4 separate regions of the Mus musculus genome follow, and all the other regions are linked to region 1. The links are chromatin contacts, called in public promoter capture Hi-C maps. All regions are on one chromosome and are shown on one strand. Each heading gives the region's core, a stretch centred on a gene start, on an enhancer-like site or on the middle of the called end of the contact. The rest is flanking DNA. Distances are from core to core; before and after follow the strand shown. Region 1 holds the start of Creld2 (cysteine-rich with EGF-like domains 2). Region 2 holds the start of Rabl2 (RAB, member RAS oncogene family-like 2). Region 3 holds the start of Shank3 (SH3 and multiple ankyrin repeat domains 3). Region 4 holds the start of Mapk8ip2 (mitogen-activated protein kinase 8 interacting protein 2).

Region 1 (4,536 bases), core at 768-3,267:
GGATAAACCCCAGGTATGTAAATATATGTGTGTATCCCAGCACCTAGGGGGTAAGAGGCAAGAGGACTAGAAGTTCAAGGCCATCCTTGGTATTGAAAAGGATGGGGAAGAGGCCAAGCCATCGAGGGAGGCAGCAGTGCGAGATGCGTTGCTTCAGGGACTCCAACTTCGCTGCTTCAACTATCTGCTCTGCAGACCTTTGAAGGAAACCCAAGCTTTAGGGTGGGCTATTACCCACAGAACTCACCCGATCCTCCTCCTTCCTCACAGCCACAAAGGGGTGTGTGTTCTGCTGAGGACCAACAGCAGCTATTTTCTTTCTTTTTTGTTTTTTTGTTTCTTTCGAGACAAGGTTTCTCTGTGTAGCCCTGGCTGTCCTGGAACTCACTCTGTAGACCAGGCTGGCCTTGAACTCAGAAATCCGCCTGCCTCTGTCTCCCAAGTGCTGGGATCAAAGGTGTGCATCACCACCGCCCGGCTAGCTATTTTCAAAGACAACAGGAGACCAGGGTGAGCTGGACCGCTCAACCAGGAGCAGAAACAATACAAGGGAGTTATTCACCAGTACATAAAAACAACTTATCAGCCGGGCGTGGTGGCGCACGCCTTTAATCCCAGCACTTGGGAGGCAGAGACAGGCGGATTTCTGAGTTCGAGGCCAGCCTGGTCTACAGAGTGAGTTCCAGGACAGCCAGAGCTATACAGAGAAACCCTGTCTCAAAAAACCAAAAAAAAAAACAAAACAAAACACCTATCACAGGAATGGGGGCAGCTGCAGGGAAGAAGAGATGCTAATGGCTAAGCTCCAGGAGCCAAGCTCCAAAAAGCTATACTGCTCTTCTGAAGGTCCTGAGTTCAAATCCCAGCAACCACATGGTGGCTCACAACCACCTGTAATGAGATCTGATGCACAGAGCAAGCAGAGGTCGTAAATTCAACTCCCAACAACCAGATGAAGGCTCACAACCCTATGTACAGCTACCGTGTGTACTCATATACATAAAATAAACAAATCTTTAAAAAATTAAAAGCTATACTCTTCGCAAATGTGGCGTGGAGGAGGAGGGCATCTCAGATTAGGGGGTACCCTTCAAAGATCCTGTCGTCCCTGTCCATTGTGATTCCAAAGCTTCCAAGGGAACTGTGGGAATCATTCGTTCAAATTGTGGCTTTAACCTGGAAGTGTTAGCTGGTGTAGATGAACTTACTTGTAAACCAAAGACCAGACTAAACTGTTACTATTTATACAATCAGATGTTCTTTAAAATACACATAGTCCACATCTCCTCCTCCTCCTCCCTCAGGTCACTTAAAGTTCGGAAGGTCATTGTGAACTCACTGCCTGAGGCCCCTGAGGAAATGTCGACCACTGGGGCCCCCTCAACCACACTGAGCAGGACCCAGATGTAGAGCTCTGTTTACGGATGACAGCTCCGGGCGCCAGGTGAGGAGGATGGATGAACGGTCCAGGCCTCGGGCGAGATGTCCCGCCCCCAGGGACACGCTCAGCCTCTAAGTGACAGGTCCATCCCCGGGTTGAGGAACTCAAAGGCCGTCACGCGCGCTCGGGAGAACCCCAGCTTCGCCACCTCCCGCCCGAGTACACCAATCCCGGCGACGCGCGCTAACCTCTCCTCTCCGCAGGACCCCGCGGAACTGAGCAGACTGACCAAGGCAGGAAGCCGGCTGCGGAAACCGGGCCCGGAAGCCAAGTCTTTGCCCGAACTTGACATGGCCACCATTGCCCAGGCTGGCGACCGCAGCTGGCGCTTCCCGCCCGGAGAAAAGATGGCCACTCGTGGAGGGCGGGGCATGGGGACCCGATAGAAGATTACGGTTCTGCCTCATTCTCGCGGGACGCTGACCCGGGGCCTTCTCATTGGTGGCTTCTCGTGGCGAGCCTCAATTGGTCCACATCAGGCAAGGGGGATTCCTCCGGCCAATAGAAGCGCGCGGGGTGAAAGGTGGGCGGGGCCTCGGCGACGCAGTCAAGTAGCCCGGGGAACGGCCGGCGCGCGGGCCGGTGGGCGGAGGCTCAGACTCCGCCGCAGTTCTCGGTGGGTCGCCGGGCAGCCCTCCCGCCATGCACCTGCTGCTTGCAGCCGCGTTCGGGCTGCTGCTGCTGCTGCCGCCGCCCGGGGCCGTAGCCTCCCGGAAGCCGACGATGTGCCAGAGATGCCGGACGCTGGTGGACAAGTTCAACCAGGTGGGCGGGCGGCGGGGTCCGGGGCAGCGGCGCTGGGGCAGGGGCTGGCGGCGGGGTTCACGGTAGCCCATCGAGCTGGTGCCACCTCCACTACAGGGGATGGCCAACACGGCCAGGAAGAATTTCGGTGGCGGCAACACGGCGTGGGAAGAGAAGACGCTGTCTAAGTACGAATTCAGGTGAGTGTTCCCAAGAAGTGCGAGGATGTGCGGTCGCGGTCTGTGAATCGGTGGTCAGACCTTGGGGTCGGTGCAGACCACCGGCACACGGAGGAACCCCTTCGATGGTGGTGGACACCTGTCAATGGTCGTCCCTGCCTCTGGCCACTCAACTGGTCTGTGGTTTCCACACTCCCTACGGCCACTTCTGTGCGCACAGACACTGGAAGGCTTTTACACACACGCACACGGGCCTTTTGGAAACTCAGACTGGAGCCCCTCGCCCTCCTAGAGACTTCTGGCTTCCCTGACTAATGGAATAAGCTCCCTTTCTCATGCTGTAGGGATGGAGGGGCCTACCATTCCTGGGTCCGCTGCACACCCCCCGGTTAGCCTCCCCTTACTGACTAACCTTGCCTGTGGTTGTAGAGACTCTCCTCTTCGCTAAAGTAGTCTCTAGGAGGGACATGTGTAAAGTGAGCAGACTGGTGCTTTGGGGTGCTGGTGCTTTGGGGTGCTGACAGATTGTGTTTCAGTGAGATCCGGCTTCTGGAGATCATGGAGGGTCTGTGTGACAGCAGTGACTTTGAGTGCAACCAACTCTTGGAGCAGCAGGAGGAGCAGCTAGAGGCTTGGTGGCAGACACTGTGAGTGCCTGGGACCCTGTCTTCTGATCTCGCATTTTGCAGTATCTTCCCAGTAGAGAACCTAGAGAAGCAGGAAATATCCTACATCCCCATCCCGATTTACCCCTGCGCTGCCACCATCTCTTAGAAGCTTCCAAGGAGGTCCTGTGCACACCTGACCCTTGCTTCCCCCATCACATAGCCTTGAGGGCGTGGACAGTGCCTCCTAGCCCGAATCACCTGAGGTCCTTAGTTGCTTCAGCCTGAAGTTAAGAAGTGAAAATTGGAGTGGTTAAGCCTCACTTCAGCGCATCGTTACTGTCTGGCTATCACTGTTAGTTACTGATCTCTTACTACACCTAACTTATAAAGTCAACTCCCCCGCTGATATGTTTGAAAACGCCTGTGCTATATTTAGGGTTTGAAACTGTCCAAGGCTTGGAGCATCCCCACTGAGCCGTGCGTGCCTCCGGGCCAGCGTCTCGTGGGATTTAATGACCATTTCAAAACCCTCAGGAAGAAGGAGCACCCCAACCTATTTGAGTGGTTCTGTGTACACACACTGAAAGCGTGCTGTCTTCCAGGCACCTACGGGCCAGACTGTCAAGGTACACCCCCCCCCCCCCCCCCGCCCCTCCGGGACATCCGAGCCTGCATCTTTCCCATGACTCCTCTCTGATGCCCTTCTTGTGTTTAAAAGCACAGAGGGAATTTGAACTGCATGCTCTTTCTGTGGAGTTGGGGAACCCTGCCTCTTTCCTCAGATACATAGCTGTCCACCCCTGCTCTGGTGCTGTGAACCTGGGCCATAGGCTCCCGCATCACTGCTGACTTCTGACTTTAGGGAGTTCTCCTCTTGCCCTCATGAGTGTTCAGGGGGAGGGATCACAGTCTCTCGAGCTCCTCTGTACTGATGGGAGTTGGGGGTGGTAAGCATTCTTACCTAGTCCTGGCCCCTTCTCTGAGGTGACCCTTGAGACTGGAGCCAAGTCATGTTGATCAGTCGGGCTGGATCCGGTGACAGAAGTTTCAGTTTCAGGCATGCACGTGGGCTGAGCTGGCTCTTGTTCCCTTCTCCCTGACTGTATGCTGAATACAACATTGGATTTTTCTCTCTCGGGCACATAGTGTGTTGTCCCATAGCTGGCTCCCCACAGGTGTTCTAGTGTTAATCCTGCCGGTCCCAGGTGGTCAGTGTCTGGCTCTGGCCCTTTCCTTCAGCTTCCAGGTCCCTGTTCCCTCAGCAGGAATTGGTGCCAGGTTTAGATTGTAAGGGACCCCAATGGCTTTATGCTCCAACCCCAGGGGCATGCTCCAAGCAAAAGTTTATGTCTTCCAAGAGTGCCAGGGTGGGTCCGAGAGGCCTTGCAGCGGAAACGGCTATTGCAGCGGAGACGGCAGCAGACAGGGCGACGGGTCCTGCCAGTGTCACACAGGCTACAAGGGACCACTGTGTATTGACTGCACAGACGGCTTCTTCAGCTTGCAGAGGAACGAGACCCACAGCATCTGCTCAGGTAAGCACCGGCACCCAGAGTCTGGCTGG
Region 2 (4,536 bases), core at 735-3,234, 770 kb after region 1:
CCCACTGCCCTGTTCCAGTAACCCCCCAACCTCACAGAGGCAGTAATATCGCAGTTGCCACCCCTCTACTATACCAGTAATTTCCAGGGCAATCCACCCAACAGCTCTTGTGAGGACTCAGAAGGCTCCCTGATTTCTGTCCCTTCGACTCTCTCTCATTTCCTCCTGAACACAGTTACTGACATTTCTGCCCATGCACACCTGGTCTCCCATCATGGTGCCCCCCTCACCAGCTCACAGAAACCACATACACTCTCTCCATCTCTGGAGGACCTTTCTCATCCACCCAGGGCCGCTCTGGGGTCGTTTGCTCTTCCCTGATTTTCTGACGTACTTGGACTTGCCCACCGCACTGTCCCCCAGGCAGATGATCTTCACGTTCTCATGGGTGTCGTACTTCTCCTGCTCCAGCTCACAGTGCCTGTTTCTGTCCCCTGCCATCGGCTCTTGTTGGCAGACGACTGCCAGCCCCGGGGTCTCGTCACCGTCTGGGAAAGCCGACAAGAGTTCGCCGTTAAGAGGTGAGAACTCCCCTCAACTAAATCTAGTTTCTTCTTCTTCCTGAGCAGCTGATGAGAGAGAACCCACATCCTGACAACTTGGCCACCATGCGCTGAGCCTGGGAGCTCTATCTCTGTCTCTGGAGTCTCCTGACATTTCTCATTGCAGAGGTGTCTGGGTCACACCTCTCTCCCTACCTTCTGTACTAGATTTACAAGTTCAGCATATATACATTTTCTATATACATATTTTTACTTGTAAAAACACAAGCAACAAACATCAACAGAGTGCCCAAGTCACATGGAAATCTGATATTTCGCAAAAACAGGCAGACATTAACTGTACAATCTATGATGCCTGACCCATTCATGACCACTTTCCTTCTCTGTCCCATTGCTGCCATCAGCATCACAGTCCCTTCACCTTGGTAATTCCTCAAAACTTTTATTTATTTATTTTTATTTTGCGGGTGTCCTTTTTAAACCTCTAGTGGCTTTCAGCCTTCCTAATGCTGCAACTAGTGGCTCATGTGGTGGTGACTCCCTCAACCATAATATTATTCCAGTTGCTACTTCATAACTGTAGTGATGAAAATATCTGTATTTTTCTGATGGTTTTAGGTGTGCCCTGTAAAGAGTGGATCATTAGACTCCCAAAAGGGTCACACAAGTTGAGAACTACTGCTCTGTAATTTTACCCAATTCCTAAATGTAGATGATACAAACAATACCATGTCAAGACTTTGTCCTGCACTGCCTAAACTCAGATATTTAACTGCTCATCAGTTTTGTAAACAGGAGACTAGGGCATATAGGAACGTTACACGTTAAACATAAACAGTAAACTAGTTCTATGCACACTTCTCATATTTCCACAAGTATAAGACGTGACTACTATCCAGTGTCAACACCAGTGCGTAACATCATCTCTAGCCCGGTCCACTCGTTTCATATTCAAATCCGATTCGACAAACACTGCTTCGAATGTACGAATGTACAATAATCCAGATTCTTCGCCAGCTGGACGCACGGCATTCACACTACAGCCTGACTGGGAGTGGTCCGTTCGAAAGCCAAACCCCGACTATCGACTCACAATGGAAGCCCTCAGTGACTGTCAGTGTCTTCGCGATTTACGAGGGCTTTCTTTCGTGGGACAAACGTTTTTTAGGCGCCCACCAGGCCTAACCCCTCATCTCCTTATAAAGGACCCGCGATCTGCGGTCGGCTCTCGGCTGGGTCTCCGCCTTCCCTCCGCCCCACCTCTCGGGCGGGTTCCCCAGGCACTTTCGGCTTCGCGGAGGCTTAGAGGGACCCGGAACACCGCAGATGCGCTCGCCCACCACAGCCCCTGGGCCGCCAAGGCAGCCAGCCGCCTTACCCGTTTACAGATGACTGCAGTCCCGCAGCAGCTCGGCCGCGTCTCTGCCGCTGCTACGCGACCGCACCAGGACCCCGAGCTGGGCTGTCCGGCAATGGCCCGAAGGACCTCAGCGAGGCGCGGGCTGGCTAGCGCAGTGCCTGTCTGTCTGGCACCTTCCAGGATGCGCATCTGTTCTACTGACCCGGGGATGACAGAGCGGATGCTCTGGCATACTGGTCTGCGGTGGGAGTGGGAACCGCAGGTTGGAGAGGCATATGGCCAGCAACAGGTTGCTGCAGTATGTGATGCCTTGTTTCTCGACACACCCCCCCTTAATTTATTTATTCACTTTCCATACCGGTAGCTGCCTCTCCCACCCGACTCCCCCTCACACAGTCCCTTCCCCCATCTCTTCCTTTTCTCAGAGAGTAGAGCCCCTGCACCCCTTCCCCGACCTTGGGTGTTCTCTCACCTTGGCACACTAAGTCTCTGCAGGGCTAGGTGCATCCTTTCCCACTGAGGCCAGATAAGGCAGCCCACCCAGCTAGAGGAATTCCACAGACGGGCAACAGCTTTAGGGGTAGCCCCCTCCCCACTCCAGTTGCTGGGGGACCCACATGAAGACTGAGCTTCACACCTACTGTGTGTGTGTGTGTGTGTGTGTGTGTGTTGTGTGTCCAACCGTGTATGCCCTTTGGTTGGCGGTTCAGTTTCTGAGAACCCTCAAGGGTCCAGGTTATTTGACTCTGTCAGTCTTCCTGTGGAGTTCATATACCCCCCCCCCCCGGGGGGGGGCCCTCAATCATTCCCCCAGCTCTTCCATAAGAGCCCCTGAGCTCTGACTTTCTTAATCTCTCTCTATATATGGAGGGGCAACTAGGGAAAAGCCCCCCTCCCCCCAGCCCTTGGGCTGGAGTAGTTTAGGGTAGGGGCAGGGGATGCTAGCCCTACCCTCTAACAGGTAGAGACTGGGCATGCTGGGAGAACCCAGGTCTGCATTGATATGTTAAATAGGCGCCTCAGTTAGCCAATTGCTTGAGACCTAATAGCAAAGATCAAAAATTATTTCACAATAAAAACTGTAATGTATCCGTGGTGTCTCTTGGGAGCCTTCGCTTTATGGACTCTTGGGGATTTACCTCAGCTTTACAACATGCTCCTGCTGCAGTGCCATAGAGAGTCTAGAACACTGCCTGAAATATTCTAGGTTCAAAGCTATTGTGCTCAGTGATGGATGAGTTCCAACACTGTGTGTGTGTGTGTGTGTGTGTGTGTGTGTGTGTGTGTGTTGGAGGTGGGAGTTCCTCACCTCAGGCTTCATGGATGTTGTTGTTGTTATTATTATTATTATTGTATATTCTCCTACCAGCATTTCAAACAGTATTTATCTAATTAGTATATCTTTGGATTATATCATGTTAAAATACTTGGTTTTTAGAAATTGGTGTTTTGAGTTGTTGAGTTTTGTTTTTCTTAAAAAAAAAAAAGGACTAAATAAATTTTGGCTTGGGATGAGGACAAAATTTCCAACAAGTTTTGAGATCACTCCAAACACACATCTGCTGCTTTGTGCGGTAGCAGCATTCTCAGCACTAATAATATCTAAACTATGAAATCAGCTATGAAAGGGGCTAAAGAGATGGCTCAGCGGTTAAGAGCACTGACTACTCTTCCAGAGGTCCTGATTTCAATTCTCAGCAACTACACAGTGGCTCACAACCATCTGTAATGGAATCTGATGCCCTCTTCTGGTGTGTCTGAAGACAGTGTACTCATATACATAAAATAAATAAATAAATCTTAAAAAAAAGAAATCAGCTATGAAAAATGTAGTATCAAATGTTTAGCCAAGATTTAATATTTTATTAAATAAAGCAATCCAGATATTGCTTTTGTCTTAAATAAATGGTAAAATTATATGCATATCAATGAATTATTGTAAAATAAAATAAAATTCCATATAGTTTATCATGGGTAAATGTTTGAGTTGTTTACCTATATTATATACCTATACATCTGTGTTTACCTAAAATTTACGGGGTGAAAGGGGCCATGAGCAGAAAGAATTTAAGAAGCTTTGGCCTAGATGACCTCATCTGAGCAGAAACTAGGAGAGGAATCCCATCCTGCCCCCAGTGCAGTTATGAGTTTACCTGGCAGAGGTTTGTGAGTAGCCCTTATGCTATGTATTCCCTAAGACCCACTGCGACTGAGTCCTCCTAGAGTAACTGATAGGGTTGTAAGATTGCTGTCAAGTCCTGGAGAAGGTTGGAGGACTGGATCACATGCAGCAGGGCAGGGCAGACAGCATACATGGACACTTGGGCCAGAAAGCCTTCGTGATAAACGGCTTGAGAGAAAGAGGGAGACTAGTTTCAAATGAGTCAGAAGAAGCACCCAGCCACCCAGTGGCTACACACACACACACACACACACACACACACGCGCACACGCGCACACACACACACACACACAGCCTTTATACTTTGATGCCTAAAATGGCTCAATTGCTGGGCCACTTCCTAACCTCCAGGTGGCTAATCCACTTCCCTTGGATATTCCTGAGTTATTTCTTACTCAAACCTATATTCCATTTGGCTGCCCCAGACCCAGACGTGCAGCCCTCTTGGGCTGCGTTCCCCCAGCTCCTCCTATATGGCAGCTATGCTTTCT
Region 3 (4,536 bases), core at 1,425-3,924, 680 kb after region 1:
GAAGTGTGTGGCTAGCCAAAATAAGATCTTTCCAGAATTTTGGCCCTGGTGAAAGGAAGGAATAAGCAAACCACCCTGGCATTTGAAGGTAGGGCCAAGGCAGTGTCCTGTCACCTTCCCTGGGAGATAGGGGGTCAGATGGGCCTGAGGGAGGGCAGCTGGGGCTGCTCAAGTGGCTTGGGAGAGGTAAGGAGGAACCTGAAGTTATCCTCAACAAAATAATTGCTAAAACACCTCTATCCTATTAATTAGCTCTCCAGGAACCCATTGGGAAAGACACCCATGTGTTTCTGGGCATTGTTACTGTTGTTGTTTAGCAGGGAGCAGGCTGGGGCACTGTGAGATTCACTAAGAGTGGGCCAGGCACTGTGCAGGCCACAGGCTTGATGTCACCCTGGGAGTGTGAAGGCTAGTTGGGGCCAGAGATGGGGGTCAGTCTGCAGGTAGCTGGTTAAAAAAAATACTTTCTCCCCCCAAAGCTTGGCAACAAAGATCAAACATAATTAGATTCACTCAGCAAGGGAGGTCAGGGGAGGCTTAAGGGCTCCCACGAGGTCCAGTTTGGGATAGTAAGCCTGAAAGGGTAAGACCCAGGGCTCTGGGTCCATTCAGGTCAAGGACATGTCTACAGAGTGCCCAAGGCTGGCCAGCTGCCTGATTGAGGACATGGGATTCCTCCACTCCTGTCTTATCACTGGTGATCTCTAGCCATCATTTTCCACCAGCAGGCAGCTAGTTTAGGGGAAAGGGGAGCTGGAAATAAAAGATGGGTGGAGATTTTGATGGGAGGGACTGGGTTTAGCCAGAGGGAGTTGGGGCAGGGGTCAAGGCGGAGAGGAAAGAGGCAAGGGAGGAAGATGTTAGAGACTCCAGGGTCAGGAAGCAGAGTTTCCTCTCTGGGTTGGAACACAGGAAACCCAGCCCCGAGCTTCCCAAGGTGCTTCCTGGAGATAAGGGAGACTCTTTCCTCTCCTGCTCCTCTGACATCCTGCCCTAAGCCCTAGGGTACCCTAAGTTGCACCACTCAGGCACACCTTGGGAGGGGCTTGGAGGTCAGAGCCTACTGGGGCTTCACTTCCCCAAGCACGGAGGGGTCCACCCAGGCTTGAGGGTAGCAGGGAACAGACGTACAGAGGCACTGGAGACTCAGCTCTGCCGGGTAAGCGGGTTTTTTAAGGGAGGTTCTTTAGGGAGAAGGCTCTCCCTCAAGGGGTAGGGATGTGGGAGTGAGCCAGGTGGTCCATGGAGGACAATGCTGTGTGGTTGCGATTGGTCAGAGAGCCCTATATGGAGTCATGAAACATTTTGGGAAAGTGGAGGATCCGTGGGGGAGTGCAGGCTGTTCTGGGGGGGGGCAGTCTAAGCCAATCACTGTTCTGTGTGGGGTGAGGGCATTTCTGAGGTGACCCAGGTGGTCAGGGGGTGGGATCTGGGGAGGCTCTATCGTGTATAGGACCAGGGTAGTCCAGGGTTATTCCTGGGATGCGCAGGAATAGCCAGTTTTGTGGGCGATCCAGGGTTGCTCACGGAGAAGGTAGGAGAGGCTGTGGCTAAGGGGATGCTTTCTGCCACTGGCAGAGTTCCCGGCCAGGCTGCTCCACAAAAGCTGTCCAGTTTGTGCCGCCACCGATGAGTGGCTCTCTGGGGCCTTTAGGGGGTGAGGTGTAAGTCTAGGTATGCGGGAGAGTGCAGTGGAAGGCAGTAGACACTACCGAGTAGGGCAATTCATCCATTCAGGGGCTACACCTTTCTGGGCCTTGGGAGCTAGGCCCCCGTGCGTTGGGCACTTCCGAGGCAGCGCCGGGCTAAGGCTGGCACGCCACGCGGGCGGCGCCTGAGTTGGTTCACTCGCAGCGCTCCCCTCCCCGCCCACTCGTCACCCCCTCCCGCGTTGCCACGACAACGTGTGAAACTAAAATTCAGTTCCCCGCCGCAGGTGGAGACTAGTGGCGCCCCCTCCCCTAAGCCTTTCCTCGTAGGTCGCGCCCCCAGCCTGCTGTCGCTAAGGTGACGGGGAGGGGGCGACCAGCTGCAAGGTTGGGCTACCCAAGGTGCGGGAGGCCCGCAGAGTCCGGACAGACTCCCCAAACTCGGTTGTGGTGGGGGCCGAGAGGAACACCCTGGGCGCGGTTAGAAGGGTTGGTCTGGGGGGAGCTCCCGTGGACTGCAGCTCCGCCCTGCTCGCGCCTGGGGTTTGCAGCCCTCCGACTCCCACCCAGCACCGTGCTCGGGTGACCCCACCACCTCCTTGGGGTCTGGAGTGGGGTCGGCAGACTGGGGAGATTTCCACCCCGGGTCACCAATTTTCCTGCTTGTCTCTCCCTCTCAGTCGGCCTGTGGGTCCTCTTGCCCCGACGCGTTCCCCACCCAGCTCTAGAACCCTCCGTCACCCCAGTACGGTGGTCTGCGACGCTCGCCTGCAGCGGAAGCGCGGCGTGCCATCCCCCCGCTGTGTCAGCCACTCCCCCTCGACAGCCAACCCCCCCCCTCTTCGGCGCGGGCCCCCGGCCCCCGCCCTCTGCACCACACGCCCACGCCGCCCCGACCCCGCGGGGGACCCCAGTTTCCCGGCCCCGGGCTTCCCATCCCCGCCTCCGGCGCGGCCCCCTCCCCGCCTCCGCTCCGCTCCGGGCTCGGGCCCCCTCCCCCCGCCGCCCCCGCCCCCGGGGAAGGCAGGCGCCGCTCGAAGCCGGGGCCGATGCAGCTAAACCGTGCCGCCGTCGCCGCCGCCGCTGCGCCTGCGGAGCCCCCGGAGCCGCTGTCCCCCGCGCTGGCCCCGGCCCCGGCCCCCCCCGGCCCCCTCCCGCGTAGCGCGGTCGGCGGGGCTCTTGCGGGGGGTCAGGGGGGGCCAGGGCGCCGCGCGGAGTCCCCGTGCGCTCCTCTCTCCGCCGGGAACAGTCCGGGCCCGGGCGCTAGCACCGGGATGGACGGCCCCGGGGCCAGCGCCGTGGTCGTGCGCGTCGGCATCCCGGACCTGCAACAAACGGTGAGCCTTTGCGATCTCGCCGTACCCCTGTGTGGCCCGCTAGCGGTGACCCCCGCCGGGCGCGCCCTGCGCCAGGACCCCCGGCCGTGGCCACTCGCCCCTCCCCCGCCGCCTCCGCGGGACCCTCCCCATCGCCGGGGCGGGGCCCTGGAAGCCCAGCCCCGGGGCGGGGCCTCGGCCTCTGCGCGGTGGCGCGGGGTCCCTGCTCTCGCTCCCCAACTAGCCCTCCAAAGCGGGGCCCGGGGCGCGGGGCCCTGCGCCCGCAGGTCCGGGCTCACGACTCGCTCCGCTGCAGAAGTGCCTGCGTCTGGACCCAACCGCGCCCGTGTGGGCCGCCAAGCAGCGTGTGCTCTGCGCCCTCAATCATAGCCTTCAAGACGCGCTCAACTACGGGCTATTCCAGCCTCCCTCCCGGGGTCGCGCCGGCAAGTTCCTGGATGAAGAGCGGCTCTTACAGGACTACCCGCCTAACCTGGACACGCCCCTGCCCTATCTGGAGGTGCTGGGCCGACTGGGGTGGGGGTGGAATGGAGCGCTCAGGGTGTGATCTTTGAGCTCCGTGGCTGGAGCAGTAGAAGGGCAGGCCGGGAGGAGTTGGCGACAGGCGCGGTGGGGGGCTGTGTGCAGCCTGAGCAGTGTGCTGAGAGACCGAGGTGGGTACACCTCGAGTGCAGTGGGCAGGGTGAAGTGCAAGCTGCCTGTGTGGTAAGTGGTGTGTTGCAGCTTAAGCATGGAGAAACAGTGTGAGCGCCGTGTGTAGAGCGCTTGCAGCGAGCAATCTGGACAGCACACAATGAGCACATGCATGCCACACATGCACTGCACTCGGGGCGTGTGTGTGGTGCGAGCGGTTTAAGAGTGAGTGCGTTAGGGGTCATGTGGTGCGAACAGTGTCACTTGTGTGCACATTTGCCTCCTCTTGCCACTCACTCCCATGTCTTCTGAGGTTAGCCCAAAATAATATTAACACCATTTGTGACATATAAAGGTGATTTGAGTGCCATTCCATAGGGACGGAGACCTAGTCTCAATAGGAAGGGCTCGTCCTGTGTGTGTGTGTGTGTGTGTGTGTGTGTATACACCAAGGTCAAAGTTGGTCTGACCCTCATGGAATTTCCACCAGGAATTGGGTTATTTCTACTTGGAGTGGAAGTGTCTAGGAGAAGCTTAGTTTCAGATCTTGGGAGAGCAGTAGAGTTTTCCAGGTCCCAGTGGTGGAAATGAAGCTGACTTGAGCTGTGGGCCCACCAGGCCATTAGTTGGCCAAGTACTTCTCTGGACTGCCCATCGTTTCTGGGTAGTAGGTGGTCAGTAGCTGTCACTTCATTTCTGTCCACTCTGTACGTGTGTGTCTGGGACTTGCATGGCTGTGCGGGAGTGACACTGTGGGCAGGAGGGAGGCAAGCAGCCCGAGGTGGTAGCCACCTCTTGCTCACATGGGCCTGTGTGGTAGTCTTCTCCCCACCTTTTCTTTATCTGAGCAGTTCCGATACAAGCGGAGAGTTTATGCCCAGAACCTCATAGATGACAAGCAGTTTGCAAAGCTACAC
Region 4 (4,536 bases), core at 1,093-3,592, 630 kb after region 1:
CTGGAGGCTAGAGACAAAAAACCCATCATGAGTTTAGTGGGAAAGAAGCTGGAAATAAAGAAGGGATGCAGCAGAGTCCATATTTTGCTGTTTGCGTTTTTTGAGGCAAGAGGTTCACTGTGTAGCTCAGGCTAGCCTGAAAACTTAGCTTTCCCCACCTCAGCATAGTAAGAGCTGGGATTACAGGCAATGCACCACCGTAGTTGGTTCTGAGACAGTATTTAAAGTGTGTATATATATAACGGGAAAGTGTGTATATATATGTTTTTTTGAGACAGGGTTTCTCTGTATAGCCCTGGCTGTCCTGGAACTCATTTTGTAGACCAGGCTAGCCTCGAACTCAGAAATCCGCCTGCCTCTGCCTCCCGGGTGCTGGGATTAAAGGCATGCGCCAACACGCACAGCGGGAAAGTATATTCTTAAGAGGTAATGTTTGTCAGATTCTTTTCACTAATGAAATAGAGATTCATGTAATTAAGACCAGTGAGCCTCAGGCAGAGAAGACATGTTAAATAAATCTACACGAAGATACACTGGATTGAAGCCTCAGAACACCAGCAATGGAGATGTTCTGCGTGCAGCTGAAGAAGACAGGGACTTGTCAGTGTTGCAGTAGCAATGGATGTTGAGGCAAGAGGGAACGTTAACATTAAAACAGTGAAGTTGGGAAACATTGAGCATGATAGATAAGAGGGCTCCAAGCCAATGCCAGCCGGTCAGGAGGCTCTCTCAAAGTCTGCTCCGGTAAGAAAGGTATGCGAGTCACTGCTACCCTCTCATACATCATTTCTCTCTCTCTCTCTCTCTCTGTGTGTGTGTGTGTGTGTGTGTGTGTGTGTGTTCACTCTGCAGCCCTGGCTGGCCTTGAACTCACTATGTAGTCTAAGCTTACAGAGAACCACTTGCTTCTGCTTTCTGCATGCCAGGATTAAAGACAGGAGCCACTATGCCCGACTGTGCATTTAGAAGGATAGATGTTAAGTGATTGTTAATAAATCACTGTGCCCGGGGTTTATGTGTGTCACAGGACCTTTATTCAGATGGAGAAACTGAGTTCTGGTGCATTGAATAATTGCCTCATGTTCGGAACGTTGGTGGCTAAATGAAGATGGGTAACCACTCTTAGATCTTAAGTCTGGAGAATCTGTGCTCTTGGAGCCAACGAGAAACCCCACAGGAGAAGTGGGAGGTAACCCCTCCCGGGGTTGTCTATGCTTTTGGAATCTGGGTGTGATCATTTGATAAGAGAGAGGCTTGTGTGGGGTTATAGTCTGAGATGAGTTCAGGGTTGTACAATTCCAGTGAATTCCGAGAAAGCCTGGAGAAGTCACACTCGTTGGCAATTCAGAAATTAAGAAACTGGTTGAGCAGGGTGTCTCACCTGACTATCTGAGTCCCTTCTGCTCTGTGATTTCCAGCCGTAACACTCTAGTGTCTCTTTCTTCCTTCAAAACTTAATTCCAGTGTGAGGCTCCCTACCCCTTCTTCTCTAGCTTGTCCATCACTACTTTGATCTTCTGCCTCACTTCACAATTGGCTCCATTTCTGCCCTGCCTCTCTACACAGAACTTCTTAGTAAGCCTATGCCTCAACTTGGAGGTTTTCCATACTCAAAACAGAGCCAAGAGCATAGGTGGCCCCAAGAAACAGCTGCTCAGTTGATGAACATAGCCTCAACTTCTAGTGTCCACCACTATCTCTGCCCAGGATCTTCAAGTCTGTACCACACAGAGAAAGTTCAATGTTGGCTTCTGAATGCTGGACTCTGATTCCAGACCTCTTCACATCCTTTGAGACAGAGTCACTGTCCCGGTTCCATTAGCACTGTCAGGATAATAGCTGGAGTCAGCAAATCTTAAGGAGAAGTTTCTTTTGACCTCATCAGCACCCAGTGGAGAACAGCTCCGACGAGCTCTGATCAGCACCCTCGGGTGGACAGCTCCCTCTGCCACCCGTTAGGAAGTCTAGCGGGTTAGTAGGTCTAGCGCGGGTTAGGAGGTCTGGGTGGGTTAGGAGGTCTGGTGGATTAGGAGGTCTGGTGGGTTAGGAGGTCTGGTGGGTTCCTGACCAACTCTGCTTTTCGAATTTGCCGGGGCATGAACGCTGTTCCTAAGTCCTCGCCCATCACCCCTCCACGAGCAGTCCACCTCCCAGGAGCACTGCACACCGCTGTAACCAGAGGCGCGCATTCCCGGGCCGCGTTGGTCCTGGCTCCTGGGTCTACCGCACCCATTTCCCCCGCACCTCTCTCGGCTCCTGCAGAAACCTTTGGTCTACCAGCGTGTCTCTGCTTCCACCTATCCCTTCTCGCCTATTCCACGCTAGGACCACGCAAGCCGCCCGCCAGCTCTCCCGACCAGAATCTCACCACCACCGCTACCACCACCACCTCGCATCCCGCATCCTTTCTCGGCTCGACCCCCATTCCTCCGCCCCCACCTCAGGCCCCGCCCTGCGCCACTCCCTCCCCTCACCCCTGCGGCGCGGCTTGCTGCCGCGGTGTCCTGGCAGGGCGCTGAGGTGTGTCGCCGACGGGTGTCGCAGGGCGTGTCACGAGGTGAGTGGGGAGACAGAGGCCGCGAGCCTGAGCACCAAGGGCGCGCGGTGCTCCTCACCCCTCCCCCTCGCTGCCGGCCGGCGGTTCCAGGGAAGATGGCGGATCGCGCGGAGATGTTTTCTCTCTCCACCTTTCACTCGCTGTCGCCTCCCGGCTGCAGGTACGCATTCGGCGGGTCTCATCTTCACGTAGGTCTCTTCGGCCTGCCACTCCACCCCATCGACTTCAACTACCCAGGCCAGGGCGCCTCCTTGGTTTGCAGGCCTCTGACTGATGCTCCCATCCCCCACCCTGGGCTCCGGGTCCTTCGGTGTTTGCTCCTTGTCGCGCAGACCCAATGGCAACCCCCCCCCTTTCCCACCCCCACACAGAGATACACATTCACTTTTCTTGTTGGGATACCGAACCGCACCCAGCCAGGACCGATGACCTAGCAAGGGTGCGGTCTCTCGATTGACCCTTTGAGGGATTTTAGGCAGGGTGTTCAGCACCTAGTCTGTTCCTGCCAGTGTCCTTTTGGCCTTGTTATGCCTCCTTCCATAAAGGCTAGGGCCTTGCCCCTAGCCCTCTTCCCTCCCAACCCCCCCTCCCCCCAGGACGGCAGAGAGTGAAATCAAGCTTGAAGCTCTGGGGGTGAGATGGGGAAGTTGGGATTGGAGGGGCTGGATGTTTGGATGTAGGCCTGTTTCTGTGTAGGAGTGGATGGGGAACAGCTGGACCCCTCCCTCTCCTGTTGTCGCAGCTCCCCCCCCTCCCCCCCCCCCCCCCCGTTGGTTCAAGGTATCTCCCCTGAGGCTGAAGCTGTGACCCACAGGGGCTGGGAGCTGAGCTGAAAAGGAGTGGGAGGGGTTTGTGGAGGGATGCCTCCTCTGGGCTCATTCCCTGTGGTGGAGGAGGGGACCCAGGGGAGAGCAGTGCCTGGGGTCAAAAAACGACACGGCTTTAGCATGGGAGCTGGGGGCCCTGGGAGCTGGACCTTTCCCACCAATGTCCTCAGGATCAGCTCTCAGGCCAGGAGCCTAGGTCAGGTGGCCTTCTGACCCTGGCCTCCTCTTCAGGCCTCCCCAGGACATAAGCCTGGAAGAATTTGATGATGAAGACCTGTCTGAGATCACGGACGACTGTGGCCTGGGCCTTAGCTACGACTCGGACCACTGTGAGAAGGTGGGGAAAGGGGCTGGGTGTGTAGGGTCTGAGTATGGAGGAGGTTCACACAGGCTCAGCCTCCCTAGCATGCTTGTGGGTTTAGGGAGTCTTGAGTTCAGCTGCTGTGCAAAAAATCCTCTGCTCTTGCTGATGGCCCCTTGGTGCCAGTCTTCTTTCCTAACACGCCGTAGGCCCTTCAGAGGCTCTTATTTGGCAGATCTACCCAGCATAGTGCCACAAGAGGAGGTGTGCCTGGGTGCTCCTTCTTTAGATCACTCCCCACAAAGCTCTAAACCCTCCATTTTCTCCCAAAACTCAACCTCTGTGGCCTCTCTAGCTCATCTCCCTTTAAAATCTTTCCCTTTCAGCCCTTCTGTCTATATGTTTCCATTTCTGCTTGTTTTGAGGAAATGCCATGTGTCAAGTGGGGGGGGGGGTGCTTTACAGGCATTGAGCAGAGCCAGATAGCAGCCCCACCCCACCAACTCTCAGTTTAGGGGGGGAAGGAGGGAGGGGGCGGGAGGGTGAATATAAGTGAGAGATAGTGATCACTAGTATGCCAGTGGCCCCGTTCCAACTGGACACAGAGTGTGATGATGGGGACGGGAATCCAGTCCAGACGGAGGGAACCAGGAAAACTTCCCAGAGGAAATTTTAAGTCACAGAACCCCGAGGTTAGCAGGAACCAGGCAGATGGGTTTAGGTAGGAGGGTGTGGAAGAAAGGAATTGCTGGCAGAAGGACTGGCTATGCCAAAGACCCCGGGGTTGGTACAGACTTGGTGAATCACCAGCGCTCCATGTTGATGCATTCTTCTGTTACATCTTATTGATG

What was found. Promoter capture Hi-C pulls out the DNA fragments that hold promoters and counts their contacts.
Region 2: a contact with region 1 is called in a promoter capture Hi-C map of pre-B cells, with 4 times the contacts expected there. The contact joins the promoter of Rabl2 here to the promoter of Creld2 in region 1. A contact is called at or near these places in 3 of 39 promoter capture datasets (the HPC-7 cell line, hematopoietic stem and progenitor cells and pre-B cells) and 1 of 9 other capture datasets (adipose tissue).
Region 3: a contact with region 1 is called in a promoter capture Hi-C map of cranial neural crest. The contact joins the promoter of Shank3 here to the promoter of Creld2 in region 1. A contact is called at or near these places in 2 of 39 promoter capture datasets (the HPC-7 cell line and cranial neural crest), 1 of 484 Hi-C or Micro-C datasets (muscle stem cells), 1 of 115 datasets of contacts at active chromatin or transcription factors (embryonic hindbrain) and 1 of 9 other capture datasets (liver).
Region 4: a promoter capture Hi-C map of pre-B cells shows a contact between it and region 1. The contact joins the promoter of Mapk8ip2 here to the promoter of Creld2 in region 1. A contact is called at or near these places in 8 of 39 promoter capture datasets (the C10 cell line, cranial neural crest, embryonic stem cells and 3 more), 1 of 484 Hi-C or Micro-C datasets (the CH12 cell line), 2 of 115 datasets of contacts at active chromatin or transcription factors (bone marrow-derived macrophages and large pre-B cells) and 1 of 9 other capture datasets (liver).

What each region holds. Positions count from the first base shown.
Region 1 is chr15:88,817,629-88,822,164 of GRCm38.p6, forward strand. Creld2 (cysteine-rich with EGF-like domains 2) reads left to right here and starts at 2,018. Exons shown (of 10, transcript NM_029720.2): 1 at 2,018-2,206; 2 at 2,303-2,385; 3 at 2,901-3,011; 4 at 3,507-3,598; 5 at 4,331-4,507. The coding sequence starts at 2,084. It overlaps Alg12 (asparagine-linked glycosylation 12 (alpha-1,6-mannosyltransferase)), which reads right to left and starts at 1,690. Exons shown (of 10, transcript NM_001142357.1): 1 at 1,630-1,690.
Region 2 is chr15:89,589,939-89,594,474 of GRCm38.p6, forward strand. It overlaps Rabl2 (RAB, member RAS oncogene family-like 2), which reads right to left and starts at 1,985. Exons shown (of 9, transcript NM_026817.3): 1 at 1,882-1,985; 2 at 335-488. The coding sequence starts at 441.
Region 3 is chr15:89,496,934-89,501,469 of GRCm38.p6, forward strand. It overlaps Shank3 (SH3 and multiple ankyrin repeat domains 3), which reads left to right and starts at 2,675. Exons shown (of 22, transcript NM_021423.4): 1 at 2,675-2,986; 2 at 3,282-3,485; 3 at 4,471-4,536. The coding sequence starts at 2,699.
Region 4 is chr15:89,451,569-89,456,104 of GRCm38.p6, forward strand. Mapk8ip2 (mitogen-activated protein kinase 8 interacting protein 2) reads left to right here and starts at 2,343. Exons shown (of 12, transcript NM_021921.3): 1 at 2,343-2,717; 2 at 3,616-3,721. The coding sequence starts at 2,653.